Linked DNA regions of Callithrix jacchus: region 2 is linked to region 1. Evidence: chromatin contacts called from public Hi-C data. All regions are on one chromosome and are shown on one strand. The core of a region is the stretch at or near the end of the contact, and the rest is flanking DNA. Distances in the headings are between cores, read along the strand shown.

Region 1 (6,936 bases), core at 1,208-3,707:
TAATCCACCCGCCTCTGCCTCCCAAAGTGTTGGGATTACTGGCGTGAGCCACCACGCCCAGCCTAGGATGACTGTTAATAACTCAATTTGACTCCAGAGACAAGAAGTCCCAAACCTAATTCAAGAGATGCTTGATTCCTCATAATGTCATGTGATACTATTATGCTGATAGTTTTATAGGTAAGGAAACTGAGGCACACAGTAATGTACCCAAGGTTGAACTGGTTAAGAAGATGAGAAGCTGGACAGCCTGCCTCAGATCCATCCCACTAGGCCATCTGGCATCCATCGCCCCCGATGGTGAGGCCAAATTCCACACCCCCACTTTAGGCCTGATTAACATGTCTCACTCTCCCCAGTGGGATGTGACCTCACAACCCAATGCTCAATAAGCCAGCTATCCTTCATCATGTGCTCCTTCTCACTGAGGAGCAGCATCAGAATTCTATGAAAGGACCTGAAGAAGGAACAAGGAGGATCTGTAGGTTGTTTACCACTGGCATCAACACCCCTTCCCCAGTGGCTGCCACAGGGAGTCTGTGTTTCCTTTTTTTCTTTTTTTTTCTGAGACAAGAGTTTTGCTCTGTTACCCAGGCTAGAGTGCAGTGGCACAGTCTTGGCTCACTGCAACCTCTGCCTCCTGGGTTCAAGTTATTCTCCTGCCCCAGCCTCCTGAGTAGCTGGGATTACAGGTGCCTGCCACCACGCTCGGCAAATTTTGTATTTTTGGTAAAGATGAGGTTTCACATGTTGGCCAGGCTGGTCTCAAACCCCTAACCTCAGGTGACCCACCCACCTCGACCTCCCAAAGTGCTGGGATTATAGGCGTGAGCTACCGCGCCCAACCCAGGGAGCCTGTTTCTAATGGAACATGTCAACATTTAGGAGTAAAGGAACAGAAAACTGGTTGGCAGTCAGTTGGCTGGGCTGAGCTCATGCTGAAAAGGCAGACTGGGAATGGAGTATAGCAGGTCTTGAATGCCAGGCTAAAGATTGTGGACTGTGTCAGACAGATGATGTGGCTCCAGGTGATGGAACCCAGGCTCATGGTACCAAAGTAACCTGCAGGAAACAGTGCCTTCTGGAGCGAGTCAGGAAGAGGCATTACAATGGAGGAAGTACTGGGTGCTGGTCCCTGACTAGACATGGATGACAGGTGGGAGGACACTAGGGCCATTCATGGATGCTGGTGCTGATGTTCCCACCCCTCTAACCCTCAGTCCTTCCTGATAGCTCAGAGCAAGGTCCTGTGTCACAGAACTCAGAGCAACTCCTTTAAAACGAGCTGTGCACTGGCTCTCTCACCACTGGTCTTACAGACCAGAACTGAGTAGGGCAGCATCCCAGAGCTGACCCCAGGGGAGGCACTTGGTGTTGGATAGATGAATGAATGAGCAGGGGAAGAACTACTCAGTTAGGGACAGTTCTACTACTGGGCCCCAGCAGAGAAGTCTGACAGGCAGTTGAAACACAGGTCAGGAGAAAGGTCCAGGGTGTGATTGTCTGCCTGCTGTATGGAGGGACAGAAACTCAATGTTGAGAGACTGGACAGGATTGCTGGGGGTGAGGGTGGGGTGGAGCTGCTTCTGGGGGCAGAATCTTGGGGGAAAAGGCAAAGAGTAACCAGATGGCAGACAGAATCAGCAGCCACTAAGGGGTGAGAGTGGTCAGTGTTGCAGAATCCTTGGGAGAAGTCTTTCTTTCATCTTTTCAGATCTGTGGTCAGCGGCCTTTAGTGGAATAATCAACTGACAACCCAGATCATCACTGACCAAGCTCAAAGTCACCACAGTGGAAGAACTCTTCATGCACGGGCGAGGCAGGTATAGGTCCAGGGGAGATGGAAAATGAAAAGAAAGAGAAGTGTATGAACTGAAGCAAAGGATGAATCAGAAAGTGGGAGTAATTAGGAGAGCGCGTGGTAAGTGTCCCCAGCTTGGGTTCTGCTCCGGTAGTGTGGGATCTGGATAGGATCAAGGTCAGAGGCCCAGTCGACCTTCCCAAGGCCCCGGCTCCACTGCAGTCCCCTGCACCCACGCCTTGACCTCGGCTATGACTTCTCTCTTCCGCTCCGCAAATCATCTTTTTTTTTCCCTTGTGCCCGCTGTATTATGACTGTTTATGTGTCTGTCCGCCTGACCTCCAAACTCCACCCAGCTCGGGAGCTCCCCCAGAGCGCTCCGGAGCTTGAAATTTCGAATGCCGAACTCGCTGAGTGAATGAATGAATGAATGAATGAATGAGAGAAAGGAAGAGGAGGCCCCCAGTGGCCGGTGCCATGCGCGCCCCTCAAGCCCCGACAGCTGCCGGCCCCACGGTCCCTCCGCAGCTCCCGTCCCGGGGAGAGCAGCCCCGACCCAGCCCGCGCTCACCCCGCGTATCCCGCGGAGCAGAGGCGCTGCCGCAGCTGGGCTCCATGCCGCCATGCCCGGCTGACGCGACCCGCCGCCCGAGGTCACTATATGCCCGAAAGATGCGGAGCGGGAGACCGAGAGCAGCCGCCGTGGGAGAGGCCGCCCCCTGCCGCCCGGAGGCCGCCAGCCTCCCGGGGCCCCGCCCCAGTTCTCAAGGCCCCGCCCCGGAGGCCTCCGGTCGCCTGGCTCGGTCCCCCGAGGCTGCGGGACGCCGGGCCCCACCTCCCCCTCCCCTGGCTGACTCTCCACCCACGATACTGCAGCGCCTGTCGGCCTCGGGACCCCGCCCTCTGCCTGGGCTCGCCCCGCACTCATCCAGCCTCCCCAGGGCCGGTTTCACTGATAGGGTCCCCTTGACCACGTGAAAACCTTTTTCCTCCCCAGCTCAAAAACACTCCAAGGTCTTGGCGCCCGATACGAGACTTCCCTCATCCGAATACCTCTCGTGCCCCTGATGCACTTTTCCATTCCCACTCCCCACGTCGGCAGCCTAGCTTCTAACTGAGAGCTTGGCCTTCGATCCTGGTGTGGGAACTCGTGGAAGGATTTGATTCGCGCCTTAGAAAGATCGCTGTGCTCCTGCGAGGAGGAGGGCGTGTAGGGGCTGCCACTGGAGACACGGTCAGAAGCTCCGAGGCTACCGCGATGGTCCAGGTGAGAACGGAGGGGCCTAAACTAAACCAGTGGAAGGAGGAACTGAGAAGAGTGAACTGAGACACTTGGGAAGTGAACAGAATCGAGCGACTGCATGTTGGGGTGAGGGTGGGGAAGGTATCTGAGATGACTCCTGTTTCTGGCTTGGACAATGACTTGGATGGAGGAGGGTTAGTTGGGGGCTAAGCAGAGTCCTCGAACAGTTTTGAATTTGCCTGAGTTTAAGGTGCCACAGGACACAGCCTAGCAGAGGCCCAGGTTGGAGCCATGGACCACAGACCGTGAGAATGGAACGGAAGCTGACGCCATGTGGGATGGGGTAGAACTGTCAGCAAATTCGCCTCGCCTCTGGAGTCCTCAGACCAGTCAAGGCAGAAATTCAACCAAGCTCCTCCTCTCTCTAGCTGTATTTGTTTGTGCACGTGGTCTGATGGCACCCTGCAGGATTTACCAGCTTTTTGCCAATATTCTGGTCTATGTAATCAATACGTCCCTTCAGCGTTGCACTTGGATGGAGTGGACCTATAGTTGTTCTATACGGATGTTGTCTAAAACATTTATTACAATATTAACTGACTCCTAGGTTCTGGCCTTAAGAATTTCTCCTTTGGATCAATTACTAGCCTGTCTTACATTTTATGCTTCCTTCCTTTAAAATGTTTACAGATGATTTGCTAACTTCTAAGTTTTCTTCATTGAGTCAATGATGCAATTAAAACTGTCAAAAAAATTTTTTTCAAGCAGGATAATAGTGGTGAACCATCCCCTTGCTATTCAAACAGCATGGTTTAGATGAGGCACATCTATTCCCAGTTCTAGGAGTGGAAACAGGACCCAAGTCTGGCTAATCAGAGATTGGCTTAGGATTAGCCACATGATCTGAGCCAAACCAATGAGAGTTAGTATAGGGACTTTTCTGGAACTAAAGAAATGGATCCTGGCCAGGCGTGGTGGCTCACGCCTTTAATTCTAGCACTTAGGGAGGCCGAGGCGGGCGAATCATCTGATTTCAGGAGTTCAAGAGCAGCCTGACCAACACGGAGAAAATCTCAACTAAAAATACAAAATTAGCCAGACGTGGTGGTGCATGCCTGTAATCCCAGCTACTCTGGAAGCTGAGGCAGGAGAATCGCTTGAACCTGGGAGGCAGAGGTTGCAGGAGCCATGATCGCACCATTGCACTCCAGCCTGGGCAACAGACAGCCTTTTGCAACTTTTATTTTAGAATCAGAGGGTATATATGCAGGCTTGTCACAGAGGTATATTGCATGGTGCTGAAGTTTGGAGTATGAATGAATCTGTCCTTCAGGTAATGAGCATAGTACCCAATAGGTAGTTTAAATCCTTGCCCCTTTTCTTCCTTCCTCCCTCTTGTATTCCCCAGTGTCTATAGTTCCCAGACGTTGATCTTTTTCTGGTGTGCTGCTAAGCTGGTAGAAAGGCTGGAGTAGCTGGCAACCATCTTTGCAACCATGCAGGCAGAGCTACTTTGGAAATGAAGCAAGACAAAGAAGAAAACAGATAAAAGGAGACAAATGCTTGCCTTTGTTTGTACAGCTGGAAACCAGCAGTGCTGGAAATGAGCACTAAACCCAGTTTAATTGGGTTTCTCACTTGTAACCAAGTGAGGTTAAACAAAGCTTACAGATTTGTATTGGCAGAATTCTTCTTTTTATTTAAAAATGGTACTTTTGGCCAGGCAAGGTAGCTTATACCTGTAATCCAAGCACTTTGGGAGGCCAAGGCAGGCAAATCACCTGAGTTCAGGAGTTCAGAAATAGCCTGGCTAACATGGTGAAACCCCGTCTCTACTCAAATTACAAACCATTAGCTCGCCTTGGCGGCCTCTCTACCAGCTTTTTGTCTCCAAAAAAAAGGGTACTTTTGCTTATCTCTAATCTTCCATTTCCCCATAATTTGACAACTGCCCACACTGTTACTCTGAGCTACTCTCTGCCCATTTTCCTCCTATCCTGTTTCCCCTAGGCTGTCAGAACCATCTGAAATGAAAACATTTAGGCAGGGCATGGTGGCTCACGCCTGTAATCCCAGCACTTTGGGAGGTCAAGGCAGGTGGATCACCTGAGGTCAGGAGTTTGAGACCAGCCTGGCTACATGGTGAAACACCATCCTACTAAAAATACAAAAATCAGCCGGGTGGGGTGGCATGTACCTCTACTCCCCAGCTACTAAGGAGGCTGAAGCAGGAGAATCACTTGAACCTGGGAGGTGGGTGTTGCAGTGAGCCGAGATCGAGCCATTGCACTCCAGCCTGGGCAACTGAGTGAGACTCTGTCTCAAAAATAAATAAATGAAAACATTTACTACTTGAAATCCTTCAGACACCCCATCACCTACAGTTCTTTTTTATGATTTAACCACTATCTACCTGCCCAAATGAAATCTATCCTTCAGTAATATTATACTTGCATCTCCCTGTATAAGCTATGCTACAAGTTTGGTTATGCAGTTGCCCACTTTTTAATGCCCAGCTTTTAAGGTTCAAGCCTTGTCTTCTCCCAATGAGCCACCTCTGACTGCCACCTCTGTAAGCTTAGGGCCTGCAACTTACCTGTAACTTTTGTTGCACTTATGGCCCTTTACAACTATCAATTTATGTATGTGTCTGTTCTCACTGGTCTATAAGCTCCATGAGGACAGAGCCTTACTTGACATCTGGGACAAAAAGTGCATGCACTGTTATTACTGAACAGAACTGACAGAGGCTCAGCAATTCGCGCTCCACAGGTCTAAATTTGAAACTTTCTAAAAAAGGATTTGCAGGACAATCTGACCAATCTTGGGCTTCCAAATTAGTTCCAACAGTTCCAGTATTATTATTATTTTCTGGCAGAAACAAATAAAAGGTAAGTTTTACTTAATGATTAAAATAAAAGTGAAATGCATTTAGTCCCAGGAAATGAGTCAATGCTTTCTGCATCTTACTTTTTTTGCTGTGACCTTGAGATTCTCTTTTCTTCAGCTGTATTGGTCCATGATCACTCATAGCTTTCATACATATATTAAATCTGGGCCAACTCAGAAAATTAATTAGGTAGGAACTCTTTGGATGCACCTCCTTTTTTAACCTCATTAGGATTTTTCATCGTATCAGCGTTTTATTTTATAGAGCTTCCTAGTACTGTTGAGCATGCAGAATTTTTACAAATGCTATCCAGAGAAACAGAGGCCTGACTTGCTATGTACTATTTCAACTTGTCAGAGCTTCTGTGGCATGGTCTAAAGAATACTGAAATATTTCTGGCATATCTCTTAATTGCAATCACTTTCCCCAAGTTGCTTTATGAATTAAATGAGATAACCTACTAAAGGACTCCTGTAAAAAGCAAAAAGGGAGCTAGCTTTTGAGAGGTGCCATGGTGGAGACTGGCATCTAGTGGCCAGCGATGATGATGCAGGCTAGTGTCCACACCTAAGTGGGGATGGTGCAGGCTGTAGTGTGTCCATACGTAGTAGGGACATCAATGGGGTATTTGTTAGAGAAGGTCCATGGCATAGTTTGGACACTTTCTGGCTGTGCAGGTTGGAACCCAGCGTCTGGCTCTCCCAAAGATTAAGCTTATCCTTTTTATGATCAATTTTAGGCCTACTGAAAATATCAAAAGAAAAATAAAAGTGATTGCTAGTTTACTCATGGCTTATACAAAATTAGTATTAACTAGGCTGGGTGTGGTAGCTTATGCCTGTAATCCCAGCACTTTGGGAGGCTGGGATGGGCAGATTGCTTGCGCTCAGGGGTTCGAGACCAACCTGGGCAACATGGCAAAACCCCATCTTTACAAAAAATACAAAAAATTAGCTGGGCATGATGGTGCATGCCTGTTGTCCTAACTACTCAGGAAGCTGA
Region 2 (6,936 bases), core at 1,593-4,092, 310 kb before region 1:
TCCAGGCGCGTGCCACCATGCCCAGCTAATTTTTTTGTATTTTTAGTAGAGACGGGATTTCACCATGTTGACCAGGATGGTCTCGATCTCTTGACCTTGTGATCCACCCCCCTCGGCCTCCCAAAGTGCTGGGATTATAGGCGTGAGCCACCGCGCCCGACCTCCTTTTATTCTTTTCGCTTTTTAGTGATAGGGGTCTTACAATGTTGCCCAGGCTGGCATGCAGTGGCTTTTCACAGTTGAGACCATAGCACACCACAGCCTTAAACTCCTGGGCTCCAGTGATCCTCCTGGGTTTTTTGTTTTGTTTTGTTTTTTGAGAGACGGTCTCACTCTGTTGCCCAGGCTGGAGGGCAGTGGTGCAATCATAGCTCGCTATATCCTCAAACTCCTGGGCTTAAGTGCTCTTTCTGTCTCAGCTTCCCGAAGTGCTGGGATTATAGGCATGAGCCAGCACACCTGGTTCAGGCCTGTGTTTTCTAAACCATGATGTTACATATCAGATTAAGAACTTCACATTCTAGGCATCTTTTGCTGCTGCCCGAAAATGAGCAGGTAGGAATGAGCATGCAGGAGTGCAGGAGATCTGACATTGGCATATGCAAGAGGCCAGATGGGGGCTGCTATATTCAGGAAAAGTGTTCACGGCCAGGTGTGGACACCAGAAGGAAAGAGTATCTCAATTCCTAACTTGGTCTTAGTCTACCAAGTAAGCTGCTGAAGCCTATTTACTGAAAGAATACCTTCCATGCTTAGCCTCCAATCTTTAGGGCAGGGGTAGGTAGGATATTCTCCTCAGTTATGCCAAGAACCTTTTACAGCTCTGATTTCCTGATTGTGTGTACAAAATTGTTTAGTTTTAAACTTTTCCAGTTAAACAAGAAATGAGGAATGTAAAACTTTCACCCTGGCTAAGATTTCCTCGTTGTTTCGGGTCCCTAGAAAGCTGAGTATTGAACTTTGCCCCACATATAAAAAATATAGTCAACATTTACAAATTCTCTCCCTAAAATGACTAGATCCTCCACTTAGCCATTGCCTTAAGAACTGCTAGCAACTGTGCATATTAACTTTCTGATATCAGGAACAGCCTCTATGTGGCTGGCGCTGACTGTTTATGCATATCCCTTTTATATGTGTGTCTCAGTTATAGCTTCTTAAAGTCTTCTCACCATAATCTTAAAATCTAGGATGTTTGTAAATTCTCTTTACCTGTTAAACTAAACATAAAAAAAAAAGAACTACTTCAGAGATTGTGCTCAATGGGAGTAGATGCCTATGTTTCCTGCCCACCAGTTCTACTTCTGCGTGTACTTCCACCGTAAGAGTATCCATCTGCTAGATTTGTTTGCTCATGTATCCCTAACACCTAAAACAGAACCTGGAACATAGTAGACACTCAGTAAACATTTACTGACTGAGAGGTTGAATGCATTGGATTTTGGCCTGTGTTGCCTCCTGCCAGAACCCTATCTACACTATATGCCCACCCTATGACCAGCATCTCCAGTGCATCAGTTTCTTTAGGCTCAACCCATTATGTGTACATTCTGAAAAGAGTCAGTAGAGAGAGCTTTGAAGATAGGGTAGAGCATTCTCTACAATTATCTTCCCAGATTTATCTGCAGTAGATCCATGAGAGTCAATAGTAGACCCATGTACATTAATGCTTGCCGGGGGCAGAAGGGGAGGTGATGATGCAATTAAGTACTTTCAAACCCTAGTCTGAAAAGTTGATGACTACATAGAATCACTTCAGGTAACTCCAACAAAAATATACACAACAGAGTTTGGGAGAAATGAGAGATCTGAAGGCTGGCTAGGTGGAGGAGGCAACATCTGAACTAGGGCTTTAAGCTAGACCTGGAAGAACAGGTCATGTCATCACATTAACTAACTCACAGGAAGGCTCCCAAATTTGGGGAAAGTGTCCCCAGAGACTTTGACTTTTAAACCAAAGCATAACGTTTCACAAAGTCTCCTGAGGCAGAATGACTAGCAAGCTTGCAGGACCTTTTTGGAAAGAGAGTGTGTATGGATTCATACAGACACACATCTAAATGCAGAACGTGCCACTCTGTATTTGATGCATAAAACCACCTTGTCCGGTCTCAGCACAGGAACTGTCACACAGTTCTTTGTGTCTCCACTGCTTTTGCATAGTGGCTCTTAGAGATTAAACCCTTTTTTTTCAAATATTTTATAGTTTTTTTGACATTAAAAAGTTAGTCTCAGCCCGGTGCAGTGGCACACACCAGTAATCCCAGTACGCTGGGAGGCAGAAGCAGGAAGATTGCTTGAGTCCAGAAGTTGGAGACCACAGTGAGCTTTGATCACACCACTGCACTCCTGTGCTGGCCTGGGTGACCCTGCAAGACCTTGTCTTACCAAAAAAAAAAAGTTAGACTCATCTTCTTTTCTAAGCAGTAACAACTATTGCCTAATATCTAAGACTACCAATTTTGTGTAGAATGTAACGCAAGCTGAAAAATACATTCGAAAGACTTCCGGTCCCCCAATTTATAAATCCTGGTTTAGCTAAGTACGCAGGTGTACTGGGATCAGCAATCCCTACTTAAAAGCAGGAGTACTGTGAGCGTGATGAGGGGCTAACCCAAATCAAAATAATTTTAAAACCAAACCTTAGCTTGGTCATTGGTTCCGTCTTCTTCCCTGTTCCTTTTCCCTTTACCAAGATGGCCGATGCATTGTTCGCTCCTCATTGGTCAGATTTTCAGCAGGTGATTCACGCCCCACCAACTAGCTCTCCATCCCAAGTCCTAAATCCTTGAGAGAGTAATAAACCGACGGGAGGGAGTGGGCGGAGCGGGCGCCGGATGTGACGTTTCCGGAAGCTCCGAGTGTCATCTGCGGGGAAAGGTGGGGAAGGGTCCCGGGAACGTGGTGGGGCAGGGGCTCTGATTGTGGTCGGACTCTGAAGGGGAACGGCTGCCGTGAGTGTGGGGCCTGCAGCCTTCTTTCCCCGAGTCCCCTGCGCGGCTTGCCTCGCTCGAGGCACCCGACGGCTTCGGTCTCCGCGGGCTGGCGCCTGACCAGCCAGGCCCAGCGTTTCCCCGCCTGCTGCGTTTGAACGATCCTGAAAACCCTGAATGATTGTGCCCGGGGTTGGCAACTTGGTCCTGAGTGCCTTCAAGAAGTGCTCCTCAGGCAGTTGTCAGTGGAGCCCTTCCGACTGTATACGCCCCCTCCGCTCATACCTGCTACTTCCTTTCTCCTCCTCGTATTTTCCCCTCGGTCCTTTACGCCGCCCTTCCCCCTCATTTGCAGATGCTGCATCCCGCTTTTGGAATTGCTCAACCCGTTGGTACCCGGCGCCGCTTCCTGGCCTCGGGAGGTGGTTCCTTTCTTAACCCACAAGAACCTCTCCCAAGAGGTACTGAGATGCAACGACCATCCTCTGTTTTAGTTAACTTAAATGGGCTGTGGAGTAGGTTTACTAATTAGGCAACCTGGGGAGGTTTTAGATATGCTTGCGGCTTTCTGAATCCCTAAAGAGGCCTCTTGAGAGATGGACTGTCTCTGCATCCCTAGTAGTCCTCACGGCTTTTGTACTATTAGTGAGGGTGTTTTAGAGGGGAAGCTTTGTGGAGGCATTGTGACCCGAATATTGAAGAGACCTAAAGATGGAATTGGCTAAGATTGCCCCTGAAGGAAGAGTTGTAGCAGAAAAGAAAAACAGTAGATAGACAAATGAAACTGAAATGTAAGGATGCCTGGGCCGATTGGAGTCCTGACTGAAGCAAAAGATCTCTGCTGGGGAGGGCCCGTTGCCACAGGGCCTTAAATTCCAAGATTAATTTTACTGTAGCTTGTATATTCTAGAGCATGCTGATTAGGGTTTGCTGTAATGCATTGTGTATCAATTGCACAGATTTGTTTTGGAGATGATAGTGGTGATATCTGGTTGGAATCTGGAATCTGATTCTAACAGCAACTATACCTAGAAAGACAAGAATTGCTGGAGTCTTTGGACCCCAAGAGGGAAATCTGCTGAGTTGGTTGGTTGGTTTTTGCAATCCAAGTTACATCGTGCCCTTTTGTTATTCAAAGAATGCTTAGTCTATGAAGATGAATAAATGGTTGTTTTCAAGATCCAAATTCCTTGCCATGATGAATGGATGATTTTATAGATTGACTGTAGTGGTTTAGTGAGCAGAGTTATGATTGTGAGCATTAATTCCCAGACCAGTTCCCCTAACTCACCTTGTGCTCAAATATGAAAAAGTATACCACAGAAAATGTCACTCTCAGATTAAATAAAAATGGTCAACCTTGAAGTCAATTAACAATCCTCATGAAAGTTCACTGAGTGCACTCTGCCAGGTACTGGGGTGGAGGTATGTGGGTGTCTGGAAGGAGAAATAATAGAAAATGAAAGATACTGCTCCTACTCATTATGGGCGGAGCCACCTAATGAAAAGGAATTTGATTAACTTGAACTGAACCTTTAGTTGACCCACTGTGGTTATACTATTTATACCACCTAATTATGGGACAGGGATTGTACGTTTTCGAGTCTGCCAGTCCTTTCATCATTGTGATTTGGGTGAGAGTCTCAGTCTTCTTGTAAGAAAGTCTTTATTTAATAGGAGCCACAGCATTGGGTATGTTTCTCTTATATTTTCTTATTAAGGTAGAGGTCTGTGAGATAAACTATAAGACACTGCTGGGATGATGGGGGAAATGGTATTGATGCCATCTGTTTTTTCTGTCTCAGAACTTAGTCCTGATGTCTGACCATGGAGATGTGAGCCTCCCGCCCGAAGACCGGGTGAGGGCTCTCTCCCAGCTGGGTAGTGCGGTAGAGGTGAATGAAGATATTCCACCCCGTCGGTACTTCCGCTCTGGAGTTGAGATTATCCGAATGGCATCCATTTACTCTGAGGAAGGCAACATTGAACATGCCTTCATCCTCTATAACAAGTATATCACGTAAGACACCTACAGTTTCCTTTTTCCTTTCTGGTGACGGGTGCCTCGCTTATTCAGCTCAAAATTGCTAAAACTACAGAACTTCACAATATCATCAGCATTAATCATTTTTGCCGGCGACTCCTACATATTGGCTGTCCTTGCCATTCAAAGACATGAGTGCTGAAGGTGTTATTTTCATGACTCAGTAATTTATGAGTAAGAGATTTAGCTCTTTGGCCTATGCCCACATAGCCCAGCTGTTAGACAAAAGAGTTGGTGGTTAAACTAGACATGTTATGTACTGATGAATGCTTTTACTGTCCTCTTTCTACTAAAGCAGCCAATCATAGAAATATTGTTGGGGTCTAGCAGAGCCAAAATTCCTCACTTCTACTTATTCTGTTGCAAATTGAGTGATACAGGAAAAATTTTTTTCCTCTTAACCTTTATCATAATGATGCAAATCATCAAATAATTAGTAATTGCCTACAGTTTGTGTGGCTCATCATAATAAGACCTTTCCCTGGAGCTGTTTATCATCTTAGGGTAGGCAGCATAAGTAGAAGATTTCAGTATATTAACAGCAAACAACTAAAACTCTATTGACAGTGAAATGATACATAATTTAGAAAGGGAATAATGTTCAAAAATGATGAGTTTGTGTCCTTTGTAGGGACAAGGAAGGATCTGGAGAACATCATTCTCAGCAAACTGACACAAGAACAGAAAATGAAATACCGCATGTTCTCACTCACAGGCGGGTGATGAACAATGAGAACACATGGACACAGGGAGGGGAGCACTACACACTGGGGTCTATTGGGGAGAATAGGGGAGGGACAGCATGGTGGGGAGCTGGGAAGGGATAGCATGGGGAGAAATGTCAGATGTGGGTGAAGGGGAGGAAGGCAGCAAATCACACTGCCACGTGTGTACCTATGCAACTATCTTGCATGTTCTGCACATGTACCCCAAAACCTAAAATGCAATTAAAAAAAAGAAGAAGAAAGGGAATAATGTTAAAGGTCTTATTTATCATTTCTAATCTTGTTCTTTCACTATACCAGCACTTTTTAAAAAATAATTATAATGTATTTGGTTCTTAGTAGTTCATAGTGTATTTCACCTGCATAATTTTATTTGATTTTCATAGTTCTGTGTGCATGTTGTAGGGCACACTACCCTACATTCTACATATGAGGAAACAAGCTCAGTGTTTGGTGATATGCTCGTGTTTGAAGTGACACAACCTCAGTTTTCTAACTTCTAATTCAGGATTTGTTCTACAACATAGGTCCTGTTCTTCTTGTTTTCCGTTTAGTAATGTTCTATGAGTCAAAGAACTACTCAAAGGTAGTCTTTTGAGATCATAGTCAGGAGCCACACTGGCTATTTTTTGGTTATTTTTCTTACTACTGATTTATGATTTATGAGTAGGTAACATATATATATATGGTGCAGAATTCAGAGGCACAGAAAAGTAGCTATAGTTAAAAGTAAGTCTCGGCTGGGTGTGGTGGCTCTTGCCTGTAAGATCTGACATAGCCAGATCACCTGAGATCGGGAGCTCAAGGCCAGCTTAGCCAACATGGTGAAACCCTGTCTCTACTAAAAATGCAGAAATTAGTCAGCCATGGTGGCGCAAGCCTGTAATCCCAGCTACTTGGGAGGCTGAGGCAGGAAGATCACTTGAAACTGGGAGGCGAAGGTTACAGTGAGCTAAGATTGCGCCACTGCACTCCAGACTAGGCAACAGAGTGAGACTCTTGTCTCAAAAAAAGTCTCCCCACCCACTCCTCTTTCCCCGCAAACCCTCAGTTCTCCTCCCCAGAGACAATCACTCTTAGTAGTTTCTTAGCTGTCTTCCAAAAGATGATATACACATACCAGTTATATCACATTAAATTTTTGATCACATATTCCTCTAAAGCAGGTCTTTTCAACTTTGGCACTATTGACCTTTTGGGCTGAATTCTTTGTTGTGGAAGTTGTCCTGTGTGT

Evidence for each region. Hi-C and Micro-C count contacts between places; a contact is called where the count stands out from the background.
Region 2: a contact with region 1 is called in a Hi-C map of skeletal muscle, with 7 times the contacts expected there. The contact joins the promoter of STAMBP here to the promoter of BOLA3 in region 1. A contact is called at or near these places in 3 of 3 Hi-C or Micro-C datasets (induced pluripotent stem cells and skeletal muscle).

Annotation. Positions count from the first base shown.
Region 1 is chr14:39,043,074-39,050,009 of calJac240_pri, reverse strand. BOLA3 (bolA family member 3) reads right to left here and starts at 2,457. Exons shown (of 3, transcript XM_017964230.4): 1 at 2,373-2,457. The coding sequence starts at 2,426. It overlaps LOC128929602 (a long non-coding RNA gene), which reads left to right and starts at 2,569. Exons shown (of 2, transcript XR_008476267.2): 1 at 2,569-3,068.
Region 2 is chr14:39,351,432-39,358,367 of calJac240_pri, reverse strand. It overlaps STAMBP (STAM binding protein), which reads left to right and starts at 2,842. Exons shown (of 9, transcript XM_078349048.1): 1 at 2,842-2,880. It also overlaps a transcript of LOC103787882 not described here.